Linked DNA regions of Triticum aestivum: region 2 is linked to region 1. The links are chromatin contacts, called in public Hi-C maps. All regions are on one chromosome and are shown on one strand. Each heading gives the region's core, a stretch centred on a gene start, on an enhancer-like site or on the middle of the called end of the contact. The rest is flanking DNA. Distances are from core to core; before and after follow the strand shown.

Region 1 (6,870 bases), core at 2,509-5,008:
CCGTGCGAGGCGGTATAAGTCAGGAGTTCAAGACACTTGAAAGGGATCATGGCTAGCTTCTTGTGCATGGGCCATCTTGGGCTTAACTCTGAGCCCAATACTTAATCCATGTAGGTAAGAGTGAAAAAACTTCCAGGGCCGGGGTGCCGAAGGCCCGTCTATGCCCCTGGTTGCACATGCATGGCTGAGAGCAGTAGCTGTCATTGCACTATTTAACGAGATGGCGTGTCGATAGTCCACGCCGATGATACTACACACGACAAATTCACTATATCTTAGTCGGAAAGGCGGAAGAGTATTAATACCATACAATTGGATGCATTTTTCTATACTAATTCTGGTATTGTGTGATAGAGAAATGCATATTTTTATTCCAAACATATGAACTTGTACAATATATTTGTTTTCTATTTATGTACTATGTTTATGCATGCATGTGCTTCACATAGGAATCATTTGACATATATGTTGATACAACAAGTAAATCACGTGTTAAACTTTTTTCTATTCAATTGATCTACCATAGGATAGACACTCATCGACAGTTAGATGGGTAACATGCGGTGACGATAGACAATCTCATGCCCTTTGTGCATGTGGACGAATGTATTATTTTGCATGACAATAAACATAGATCCATATGCTATTTGAATGCCTCCTCCAAGTGTGAAAAGTAGACAAGTCGCGTGTAGCATGGTTATTTAACATGCGCCTAATTGGAACCAACTAGGTCGGAAACGGTCTAGGTCGGGAGACCACGTGAGCATAGGAGCATGCATATGAGTGTGACTGTGCGAGACAATCTAGGTCGGGAGTTCTAGACGCTTGAAAGGGATCGGGCCGTCTTGTGACTAGGCTGTGATGGGCTTAACACCAGGCTGAGTAGTTAATCTATGTAGGTAAGGGTAAAAAAAGTCAAGGGCTGGGTGCCGAGGGCCCAGCTCTGTCCCTGGCTGCACATGGCTGGATAACAACTGGCTTCTCCCTATTGGTGGAGATGTCGTGCCGATAGACTGACTACGTTGATGACACTGCACACGACGAATTCATCGGATCTTAGTTGAAAAGGCGAAAGATTATTAATGCCATGCAATTGGATCGTTCTTCTATACTAAGGGCATCTCTAACGACACCGACCCTCAAATCGCCCGCAACCATATGGACCACGTGGTCTGGGCGTGTTTTGCCATCCAACGCGGTCTTGTATCACTCCGGGCGCACTTTTTCCCGCAGACCAAAAACAAATTGGAAGGGATGAGGGGCTTTGCGTGCGTATGTACCGCTGCCACGCCCGCGTTCGATAACCGTGGCCCACCCACCCACCCCCTCGCCCGCATGCTTTCCTGCCCGAAGCCAGCTACCCACATTCATGCCGCTCTGAATTGACACCGGGCTAGAACGGACATGACCTCTCACTAGCTCCAACATTGAAGTGGCTTGCCCGTCGAGAGCACCGCCCATGCTGAGTCCCTGGTGTCCGCGCATTTTCAATGCTAGAGAGACGTTTATTGGAGGGGATGGGAGGGATATCTACCACGCCCGCCCGTCTCCTGCCATTAAACAGGCTCGCTGGCTAAGGAACCAACTCCAGCGCCCGCGCATTGACGCACCCGGACGCTTGGTCTCACCGGAATTTGCTATTTAAAGGCGGCCACACAAAGCTCACGACACATGACAACACATCTGTTCCACATCTTCCTCCAGTACAACACATCCGCCATGATCGTGAGTGGGACCACTTTGTGGGAGAGCATCTCGACCTAGCAGAAGCATGAGGTGGCTGCGCTTGCGGCCGCCTGGCAGAGCCATCATGCCATGCGGATTGAGGCCAGCATGCCGGCCAGCTCCCATGAGGCCTCCAACGACGACCCCATGATGAAAACGGGCTCCGACAATGACTCAACGCCGGAGCCCGCGTCGGTGCATGCTGGCTTGACCATGGAGCAGGCGCAATTCACCGCCCATGGAGGAGAAGGAGCCTACGCCGACGCCCATGTCGGCATTCCGGCAGGCACAAGAGGAACAACAATAAAACTTGTTACTCCTCGAGCTGCACCGGCTGGCGTAGGGCCAAATCTACGGTGAGCGTGCGAGTAAGGAGGCCGTGGCAGCCATGGCCGTGGTGAACCCCAATTTCGTGGCCGAGAAACGGGCGCTCTACGAGGTCGTGCGTGCTCAAGCAACCTCTTGCAACATAGAGCCGGTGTAGCGGGATGCGAAGGCGACGCTGGCGGCACAGGCGATCAAGGATGAGGAACGCCACTAGCTGTGTGTCCTACACACCGCCACCGATCTTTCGGCGCGCATGTGGCAAGAGGACAATGGCGACATGTCCACGTCCATCATCGATCTAACGTCCACCGGTGACGGATAGGTCGTGGTCTCTAACAAAGATGAGTAAGGCATGGGAGGTGGTGGGCCTCGAGTCCCAAGTGGGTCGGTTCGTCTCTCATGTTCTGCTCTTCCTCACCGGTGACCGCACCTTCACTTCGCGGGTCTTATCCCCGCCGCTCATGGAGACGGCAAATGTCGGTCGCGGTTGCCGGAAGGGAACAACAAGGACTTGGAGACGGGCACCGTCGAACGCTAGGTTTAGGCCCGACCCCTTTTTTTAATGAATGCACTCTGGTTTGTATGAAGGTCGCGCCAATCTAGGTCGGGAGTTCCAAACGCTTGGAAGGAATTGGGCCATCTTGTGATTGGGCTGTGCTGGGCTTAACCCCTTGCCCAATACTTGATCTATGTAGGTAAGGGTAAAAAAGGTTCCTAGGGCCAGCTGGCGAGGGCACAACTATGCCATTGGCTGCACGCGGCCGGATAACATGTGTCATCACCTTATTGGTCGAGACGACGTGTCGACAGACGGACCACGTCGACGACACCGCACACGGCATATTCGCTGTATCTTAGCTGGAAAGGCGGAAGAGTATTAATGCAATACAACTGGATGCAATTATCCAAATATACTCAGATCTATTAGCCGCGGATCAGCAGTACAAGCCAACCCTGAAAAATAAGGATATTATAACAGGTCCCTAGGGAGTCTCGCACCCCAATCCTTCTCGTTGGGCCGATGACGCGCCGCCGTAACCACTCTGGCAACCTTCCGATCGCGAGATTCGAGCGAATCTTGTACACTGACACGGTCAGGAAGTCATCGGTGCCAAACAACCTATAGGATAACGAAGTCGTTTATCCGAAACTAACGATGACGATAGTGCGATGTGAAAAAAATATATAAATCCTTCTCTTTCAAACATATGAACTCGTACATTATATTTGTTTTCTCTCTATGTATTTTGTATATGTATGCAATGCAACTATCATTGGCATATATATGTTGATACAATCAATAATTCATGCATCATTTTTTTTTCATTCAACTGACATATCATAGTATAGACACACACCGAGGTTAGATGAGTAACACACAATGACTATGCACAATCTCTCATGCCTTTTGTGCATGTGGAAGGAAGGTTACACAATCTTATTATTTGGTGTGAGAATAGCCATAGATTGCCCTATTTTCCATGTCTACGTCCAAAGTGTGAAAACACACAAGCCGCGGTTGTTTAACCCTGCCTACCCAAAACCAGCTAACGCTTAACTGCTCCGTGTTGACCCCCGCGCGATCACACGGGCCTGCCGTCCCGGATACGGAAAGCCGGGAGGGAGCCGCCGGCGAATACGCGGGAAGGCGGGGGGTGGGACGCAAAAGCGGCGCCCGCAGGCTTTGGTATCCGTGCGGCTGGGAGCTAACCTCGCGTGCTCGTACTACATACGGGGCGGGGGTAGAGAGAGAAAGAGCGAGACGCAGAGGAGGAGAGAGAGAGAGAGGGGGAGGGTAGCAGCAGAGGAGGAGAGAGGAGAGGAGGGCTGAGTCCACGTGAAGCCAAGAGGCGGAGGAGGAGGAGCGAGAGATCCCCCTCTCCCTCCCTCTCTCCGGCCATGGATCCTCCCTACGCAGGTCAGCGCCGCCGCCGTCTCCCTCTCCCTGTCCGTCTCTGCCATCTGGCCGCGGGCCCGTCGATGCGCGGCGCCGGCCGGCCGGCCTAATGCCGCGCCGCTCGATCTGTCCGTCCGCGCGCCGAATCTGCCGCCCGGCCGGCGGGGACGGGGTCCTCCTGGCCGGCCCGCGCGTTTCCCGGCGGCAGGCGCGGGGTCTGCGCCCGAGATTTGGCCGTCTTCGCCGGAGGATTCGTCCGGGCGACGCGTCCCGTCGGTTAGCGGCGGTGCAGCGCGGTGAATTCGATCGGTAGCCGGTGGTAGTACTAGTCGTTGATGCGTGCGTGGCTGTACCGGTGGTGGTTGGTGGGCGGTACGGCGGGGCAGGGCATGGGGTCGCGGGAGATTTTTTACCGCCGGTGGCGCCAGATTCGGCGTTGCATGCGGCGACGGCTGCGCGCATTGCGCTCCTTGCGTCCGCGGGAGTCCGCCGGGAACAGTGGCTCCTTGGCTTTACGTCGTTTTCCCGAGGGATTTACGTGTCGATGTCTGGTTTCGAGGGGAAAGCCTCGGTCTTTTGGCCGGCGATTCGGTTCCTGGGGCGTCCATTGGACGCCGGCTGTGTTGAGCGGGGCTTATGTTCGCATGCATGTGGATGGTTTTATCTGTTTTGCGGATTTTGTAAGGACGGCAGGGGTTAGCACGATTAAATCTGTTACTAGGATCCAGGAGTCGTGTCAGTCTCTCGCGTTCCATGTCAAGCTGCTGTCTATGGGCGCAAGTAGATGGTTTCCTTGTGCCAACCCTGGTTCGTGGTTTCATGCTATTTTTGTTGGGTGGTGTATGTACAATGCACATGTCTCCTCTTAATGTGCCTGTGTCTGGTGCCAAGTTCTGAACCTTTGTAGAGAGAATGGCATTGCCAGTCTTAACCCAAAGTTGCAGAAGGGCCTCAAAAGAGTTGAACTTTGTCTGGTGCATTTCGAGTTTGTATAGCATTGCAAGATCTTCCTGAAAGTTACTATGTTTTTAGAGTACGTAGTATAGCACTGGAAGATCTTCCTGAAAGTTACTACTCCCTCCGTTCCGAATTAGTTGTCTTAGATTTGTCTAGATACGGATGTATCTAGCACTAAAATGAGTCTACATACATCCGTATCTAGACAAATCCAAGACAAGTAATTTAGAACGGAGGGAGTATATTTTAGGGTATGTAGTGTAGCCTTGTAGTCAGTGCCAGCAGCTTTTGGTTCGGTAGTGTTGTGCATGACTGCGCTTGTTATGTCGTGTACAAACCAACTTAACTGTGGTATAATGCATATGTAAAGATTCCGAGGCCTTAAATTGAGTTTTTCTTGCATGTGTTATGCTTGTTAGTAGCAACTGGCAATCTAAATTACCGTCTCTCATTTGTCATGCTATTTCTTGACATATCTGTGGGATATTGGGTTGTAATGAAGTTGAAATTTTCGGTTCTCAAGTTGTACATTGCTGATACATTATTGTCAATATGCGTGCTTACAAAGTTTGTTTGGTATATTCTTCTCTACCTTCTGGATGCGCAAGCATATCTGGTTATGCATCTCAAAATCTACTGGTGCACAAGATTGATTGCAGTGTTTATTAACTGGATTGTGATATACTAATATGGTTGTGTTTCCTTTCCTCCAGGAGCTATTATTGAACCTGCTAAATGCCGATTGATGAGTGTGGATGAAAAGAAGGATCTTGTTCGTGAATTATCGAAGAGGCCACAAACTGCTCCTGACAAACTACAGTCATGGAGTCGGCGTGATATTGTAGAGATTCTTTGTGCTGATCTTGGAAGGGAAAGGAAATATACTGGATTATCTAAGCAGAGAATGCTGGATTATCTCTTCAGGGTGGTGACTGGCAAATCATCTGGCCCTGTGGTGCATGTGCAAGAAAAGGAGCCAACTCTCGATCCCAACGCAAGTAACCATCAGTACCCTGCGAAACGTCAAAGGAAGAGTGACAATCCATCACGACTGCCGATTGCTGTCAACAATCCGCAAACCGCAGTTGTACCCGTGCAAATTAATAATGTGCGGTCCTGCCGGAATATAGCATGCAGAGCGATTCTTAGCATGGAAGATAAATTTTGCAGACGCTGTTCATGCTGCATATGCTTCAAGTATGATGACAACAAGGACCCTACCATATGGTTGTCCTGTAGTTCAGATCATCCCATGCAAAAGGATTCTTGCGGGCTATCATGCCATCTTGAGTGTGCTCTCAAGGATGGAAGAACTGGCATTCTGCCGAGTGGGCAGTGCAAGAAACTTGATGGTGCTTATTACTGCCCTAACTGTCGGAAGCAGCATGATTTGCTCAGGTATGTATTCTGGGGCATTGTTTTTATTCATGCAGGTTTTCTGTTCTAAATTGAAAAAGAAAAGTAACCTAGATTGTTACTTTGCTTGTTTTCCTGGGATTCCAGGCTTACTGCTTCATTGCCTTAGTTGTTTATTACGGCATTGCTTTCGCTGACTTACAGTTAAGATAAATGGATTTTGCATCTGCTGCACGTCTGTTAACAAGAATCCTGTTAAATCATTACCTTAGTAGTATCTTCTAAAGTAGTTATAATAAAAGAGCTTGATGAAGTAAGTGACTTCTTAAACAACCCAGTACAATGTACTTTTATCATATATTTGTATTCATCAAATTTACCAGTCCATTTTCCTTACATTAGCAACTCTTAAGATTTCTGATCCATTTTACACTGCCCATTGCTCTGTTTCCTGTTATTTGAACGTTTGAATCATAACTAGTCCGTCCTTTTAGTAAATTATCTCGTTGAGCAATAATATGACTGTTTAATGTCCTTGTTCAGGTCCTGGAAGAAACAACTAATGTTAGCTAAAGAGGCTCGGCGGCTGGATATATTGTGTTACCGGA
Region 2 (6,870 bases), core at 2,072-4,571, 36 kb before region 1:
CGTACCTTCTCTTGTTCTTCCACCGAGCATGAAGGTCCAAACAGTGCGCTGCACTTTGTCGGGTTGATGCATTGCCCAGTAGCTCTCTCGTATGTGTATAGCACATCATGAATTTTTTTAACCTGTTCCTCCTGCGCCTTAAAGAACAACATAGTGTCATCCGCGAAAAGCAAATGGGACACCCCCGGTGCTCTGCGACAAATTTTCAGCGGTGAGTAATCCTCTTTTTCCTCTCCATTTTTCAACAATGCAGACAATCCATCAGCCACAAAAAAGAATAAGAACGGGGATAGCGGATCACCTTGTCGTAGTCCACACGACGGTGCAAATGACTTCAAGAGGGTTCCATTAAATTTTACAGTGTGCTATTAGCGCATAAGATGGTGCAAATGACTCCAAGATGGTTCACCGTGAGATTCTGCTTCATGGACTTGATTATGCTTCGCGATGATGGGTGCAGATGATTAGCGTGGCATATTAGCGCACAAGCCCTCCGGCTATCTCATATTGTGCTTTGCGCCCGCGATTATACATGGAGTAGCTAAATCCATGATAAGGAATTGACAATGGACACGAGCTGTCACAATCGCATGACAATTTTCGAGTGGTATGAGTCTTAAAGGGAAACAAAAAACAATTATAAATCATGGCTAGATGATATAATCGGTAGGACGAAGCGTGCCAAGGCTTTCTACATATGGATAACTGCACGAGGTTGAGTATGCCGCTTGCATTAGATAGGCATTTACATCACCATATTTGTCGAGATGTTATGTTGAAAAATGGATTACGTCAATGACATCACACACAGACAATGAATTTCACTTGGTTTCTTGGCTGGAAAAGCAAAAGGCCAATCATTGGTGTGGTATAAATAGATGGGTTTGTCTACTTTGGACATAGGTACTGGGCTATGGAAAGCTCGAATCCCTCTCAAAGCGAAGGTGTTTGTGTGGCAAATGTTTCGAAATAGGCTACCCACCTCGGTTAATATAGCTAAACGAAACGACTCGTCTATTGGCCTATGTGATGCGTGTGCAACATCCTAAGATGCCAACCACCATGTTCTTTAGATGCCATCTCGCTAAATTAGACATTATAATTTTAAGGTACTATGAGTCTTCAAGGGAAAGCAAAATCACACATAAATTGTGGTTAGTTGAGTTAATCATAATTGATGGTACTAAGCATGTCGAGGCTCTCTACGTATTGATAACCACACGAGGTTGAGTATGCCGCTTGCACTAGATAGGCATTGGCATCACTATATTTGTCGAGATGTCATGTTGATAGATGGATAACGTTGATAACGTCACATGCACTGAATTTTACATTGTTTCTTAGGGCATCTCCAACGCCGATCATCAAACCATCCACAATTGTCCGGACCGCATGGTCCGGACGTGTTGTGCCATTCGACGCGGTCCAGTATTGGTCCGTAGGGTGGTCTGAACGCATGTTTTCCCACAAACCGGAGACAAAACCAACACATGAGTCAGTCGGTTATGATGCAGCAACAAGTAGACCACTTAGAGACTGAATACAGCTAACATTAGCAGCAAGTGCACCATCACTAACAAACATGGGGGGTGCGGCCGTCCGGACAACACCCTCGACCGCTTCTGACTACCCCGAACCACCCAAACCACCTCCTCCCTTGCTCGCGCGCATTCCCGCCCGGCGCCAGCTGCCCGCATTCTCGACTATGTGGAGCGGCCGCTCCACATTGAAGCCGGCCCAGAGTGGAGGCGACGTCTCAATCTTACTTGAGTTCGTTGGTTAGGACCTTGTCGGCGGAACTCCGGCGTAGATTCATGTCGTGTCCTTGGGGCGATGAGGTTAAGATTTCTGGTCATGTGACAACATTTGGTGTCAGATGTTTCAGATCTATGCAAGGGTTCAAGGACGGCGATTGCGGATCCAGGGCGTTGGTCTTTAGAGGCACGTGCATAAAGATTTATCGGTTGTCATCGGCAAGGTGCAGCTCCGGTAGGGGAGTGGCGGCGGCTCGTCTGACGACAGTATTGGTTGTTTGGTGGTCTGAAAATCTTGATGCAACGTTTTATTATATTTGAGATGTTTTGTACTTCCAGTGAATCTTTTAAAATAAATCTGACCCTTTTAGAAGAAAAAAAGGTATTCTTTGTTTTTTTTGAACATCGGTACAAACGCAAGCGCTCAACATATGCGCATACACTCACCCCTATGAACACACACGCGCACACCCTACCTCTATGAGCACCTTCGAGAGACTGAGCCGGCATGTCATCGTGAAATTTACGAAGTCACCGTAGGGGCCTCGTCGTCGACGGGAACGTCTCCTTCCACTGAAAGCGCATCGCCGGAAATCCTGAAATAAATTCAGAAATAATGCGAGCATCAGAACTTGAATCCTGATGGGTTGTGGATATCACCGTCCCTCTAACCATCCAACCACGGATTGGTCAGCAGATACTCTTTGTTTCGATCATCCGTGTGTATGGATCATGCCAAGATCACGATATGTTAGTATATATAGAAATGTGCCGAGCTTACACTATCTCATTATATTGTGTGGCAATAAACACAATACATATACTCCTGCTTAGTTGGCTCGGATGTGGGAAGTGCTCGAAAATATAGGCGGGAGGTAGGGGTGGCCTGCGTTGCCTGGCCCGCTGCGCCTCCAACCGATCGACACGCGCGTCCGGCGGGAAAGGCCGCATCGCATCGGGGCATGCATGGGACGCATGCAAGTCGCGCGCGCCACTTGACCTAGTCGCGCCGCGCCGGGTAGATGCCGCTGGCTAGGCGAGGAGAAGTGAGAGACGGTCGATGGCTCCCTTTTCCGGCGGAGCTAGCGCCGGATCGAATCGGACCGGCCGGTCCCGGGAAAGACGACAATGACTATTTCTGCTCTCCCTGCTACGTATCGTATCGTATCTTTATTATATCCCCTATCCCAATTCCCACCAGCCCACCAGGACTGTGGTATCTTCGATCCATCAGGGTTTAAATTTTAGTGCCCATATTTATTCTTATATTTATTTTACGATTTTCGATGATGCGTATTCAGTGGGAGGAAACGTTTCCGTCGACGACGAGGCGCCTACGGTGACTTCGTAAATCTCAAGATGATATGTTGGCTCAGTCTTTCGAAGGTACTCATAAAAATAAGGTATGCGTGTGTATGTTTATAGGAATGAGTGTATGCGCATGTATATAAGCGCTTTGTGTCTGTACTAATGTTAAAAAACAGAGAAAAAAAATCCCAACAAGGAAAGACGATTGGCTGGGGAAAAGGGTGCGGGACCCACCCGTTGATGCCCATGCCGTGCACCCGTCGCCCTCCCTGTCACGTACTACTACTGGTCTCCGGTGCCTGCATGCTTTGCGAGTTGCGACTCGTATACTACCGCGCACGCTCCGTGTTTTCTTTTCTTTTGCAGTCGCGCGCGCTTTATCTCGACCCACACTTTACTTGAGTGCTATGTTTTCATTTTCAGCTTTGTTAAATCTCAGTCGACTGAGTTATCGTTACGTCTCGATCGATGTTTTATTCCTTTGATTTTGTATGAAGATTCGTACCAGAAAAATCTTTTTAGTTTTTTTCTTCTTATATATTGAGTCACTTGATTGTGACTTGCCACACATTTTTAATGGTTTACCTCAAAAAAAAAACTGAACACATGGCATGGCGTAGATGCAGGATCTGCCGCCCAACCGATTTCTTTTTCAGTTTTATTGTCTGTTTACGACGACTCGACGTGCATTAATCGTACGTGACGCGTCCCAAGAAAATCGTACGTGCTGAGGGTGACGCCTCTCCCCTCCGTCACGTACTCGTAGCCAGCCGGTTGTCGATGGAGTACTCGTAGGCCTATACCGGCATATGCATGCTGGAGAAATACCTGCACTTTCATGGGGAAAAAATCATCAGCTAAAAAATACATCAATTGGCGGATCATTGGACGGACGGACGTACTAGCCGGTAGACGAAAATACATCACGGGGCCCACTTAATCAGTACTACGTAGTACCACCGCTGTTGCCTGTTTTTATCTAGACTGGGCAAATACTGTGCGCATCAGCTAGGTAGCCACATTGTAATATTGCTCTATAGACACCTACATGTGCGCACGTACAAGTTACACCCTGCAACTGAGATGTGTATGTGAGATCGTACCACTAATATTTTTTTAAAGTAAGTCTCCTGCTTTACATATTTCCGTGAGTTCTTTTTATACTCCGAGGTAAACACATCAGTGGTGCTTGAACTTATCATGGATGTACATTTTAATGCCTGAACTTGCAAAATACATTAAACTGGTTTAATAACTTGGCATGGACATGCATATACGGTTCAAATAACGTTTGTATACGTCCGCGAAGCTGAGAAGGCACACCAGCATGCCACGGGGCCCACTGTCATTAACAAGGGTGTGTGGCCTGTTTTTTGTGGGAAAACCCCTAGAATTATTTTCTTACCAAAAAGGTCCTCACGACGAAACTGACAAATTATAAAATAAAAATTGAGAGTGTAACTATAAGATAAAAATTAAAACTGGTGTGCTGGATTGAACCAACGACGCACCAGTCAAGTGCACGCGGCTAGCCACTTGACGACTTCACATTTGCTAATATTTAATGATTCGTAACCATTATAAATATTTGGCCAAACAAAATAAATAGAATTTAATAATCCAGCAAAAACAACACCAAATCTGTGACTTGAACATCAGAACAAAGCTTGTAGGCCAAGCACGGATGCCACTCCAACCAATGAGTTATCATATATCAAAAGTACAAGTACTCTTTATGACTGTATAACAAACATAATTTCAAAATAATGCAAAAATCTTCGTGCCATTTGAAAAATAATTCACGTGTTATTTTAAAACATATTCATTAAATTGAAAATATTTATGAATGACTAAAATGTTTATATGATTCAGGTATTATTCATGTAGGGATCCACAGTCTGATGGCACACTAGGCTTGTTTTTTTAGAAACACACACAAACTTATATACTATATAAACTTTTTAAAACAACACATTTCTTTGTTAAAGGATGAACACAACGATATACTACATAAATAGTTTATTAAAAAGGTGAAAAATTAAAAGTATATGATTTTTTTAATATATGAATGTTTCTAAAATTACAAAAAAAATTAAAATTATAAATTTTATTCTAATTCATAATTTTATTATGTGTATTTCTATTAAATTACTGTGTAGGTATTCTATGAAATTATATGAACGTTTTAACATAATTTGTTTTACATATACGTATATTGTTTGTACGTGATAATAATTAACTTATTTCTGAAAAAATGAAATGAAAAAGAACAAGCCCGTTGAAACTTGATCCACACTGTGGTCCATTCTAGCCACACGGGCTCATTATGTTATAAACCTAAATTAATCATTTTACCATTCAACATCGTCGGTTATAGTAGTACGTGCGGCCACTATATAGCCCCTGGTTGCAGGTTCAAAGCAGTGGCACTATATTGCTGGAATAATTTTTTTAATTTACGTTGTTCAGCTTTATGTTTATAAAGTGTATGATTCCTTTCCTGACACTAAATTTGAACGGGTAGATTGGCTAGGCACGTGCTGGTTTCAAACCCTGGACCAGTTCATTTATTAATAGATTAATAGATTTTTTTTGCAATTTATCAGTTTCTCTCTGAGGGCCTTTTTGTAAGATTTTTTATTCTAGAGGGTTTTCTGCACAAAAAAACAGGCCACACACCTTGTCCCTTACATCCTGGAGTGCCTCGTCGGCGTCATGGACATACAAAAACAAGATTTAAACCATATATGCACGTCCATGTCAAGTTACGGAACCAGTTCAATGTATTTTGCAAGTTCAGACACCAAAATGCATATTCGTGGCAAGTTCAAGCACCAGTCATGTATTTACCTCTTATACTCCCACCACTTGCTACTAAAATATCGACCACGCACTAGCGGTCCTAACCTTTGATCACTAGCGCGGTGGATATCCATCCACCACTTGCTTTGTAATATTGCTCCTAATCTTTTGTGAGGCTAGACTTTGTAGGAGTACGTACGTACAGTAGCAATGTTCCACGTCGCTGTCCACAGCAAAGTATTTTCAGCAGCCATGGAAAAGGAAAGACAAACCACAAATGAAAGATATATATACTCAGCTCGGAGCACCATCAGTAGCACAAGTTGCATTTCACCGGACGCTACTACTACCACTACGTCGTTATTATCTTCAACGTCCGATCCACAATCCATCGACAGGTCGGAAGACGACGATGCCAGCACAACAGCTAGCGCGGGAGCCCCGCACCCACCGCGGCCGTCCGATCCTGCCGAATCCCTTGATCGGTTTGATTAACCGGCGCTCCCTCCCACGAGGCCCCATGCATGACAATTGCCATGTCCCCATCTATATATAGCTCTTAACATTGGTTCACCGTGAGATTAGTACTTGATTATGCTTCGCAATGATGGAGGAGGCTGATTAGTGTGGCCTTTTAGGGCACACACCCTCCGGCTATCTCATATTGTGTTTCGTGCCTGCGATTATATATGGAGTAGCTAAATGTCATGATGACGAATTGACAATAGACACGTGCTGTCACAATCGCACGATAATTTTTTGGATAGTATGAGTCTTTTTTTTTGCGGGGAGGATAGTATGAGTCTTAAAGGGAAAGAAAAAAGAACAGGTATAAACTGTCGTAGATGAGCTAATCGGTGGAACGAAACGTGCCGAGGCTTTCTACGTATTGACAACGGCACGAGGTTGAGTACGCCGCTTGCACTAGATAGCCATTGGCATCACCATATTTGTCGAGACGTCATGTTGGTAGATGGATACCATCGATAACGTCACACACAGTGAA

What was found. Hi-C and Micro-C count contacts between places; a contact is called where the count stands out from the background.
Region 2: a contact with region 1 is called in a Hi-C map of leaf, with 4 times the contacts expected there. The contact joins the enhancer-like site here to the promoter of LOC123132281 in region 1. A contact is called at or near these places in 3 of 5 Hi-C or Micro-C datasets (leaf and an unstated tissue).

Annotation. Positions count from the first base shown.
Region 1 is chr6A:99,879,499-99,886,368 of IWGSC CS RefSeq v2.1, reverse strand. LOC123132281 (VIN3-like protein 2) reads left to right here and starts at 3,758. Exons shown (of 4, transcript XM_044552068.1): 1 at 3,758-3,970; 2 at 5,620-6,304; 3 at 6,806-6,870. The coding sequence starts at 3,952.
Region 2 is chr6A:99,915,207-99,922,076 of IWGSC CS RefSeq v2.1, reverse strand. No RefSeq gene overlaps it. Among protein-coding and RNA genes, the nearest start is that of LOC123132281, 36 kb to the right of the region's middle. Within about 2 kb of position 3,321, at least 2 of the 8 cell types and tissues checked have an H3K27ac peak or open chromatin away from gene starts, as enhancers often do. A contact at or near this core is called in leaf, where this site is marked.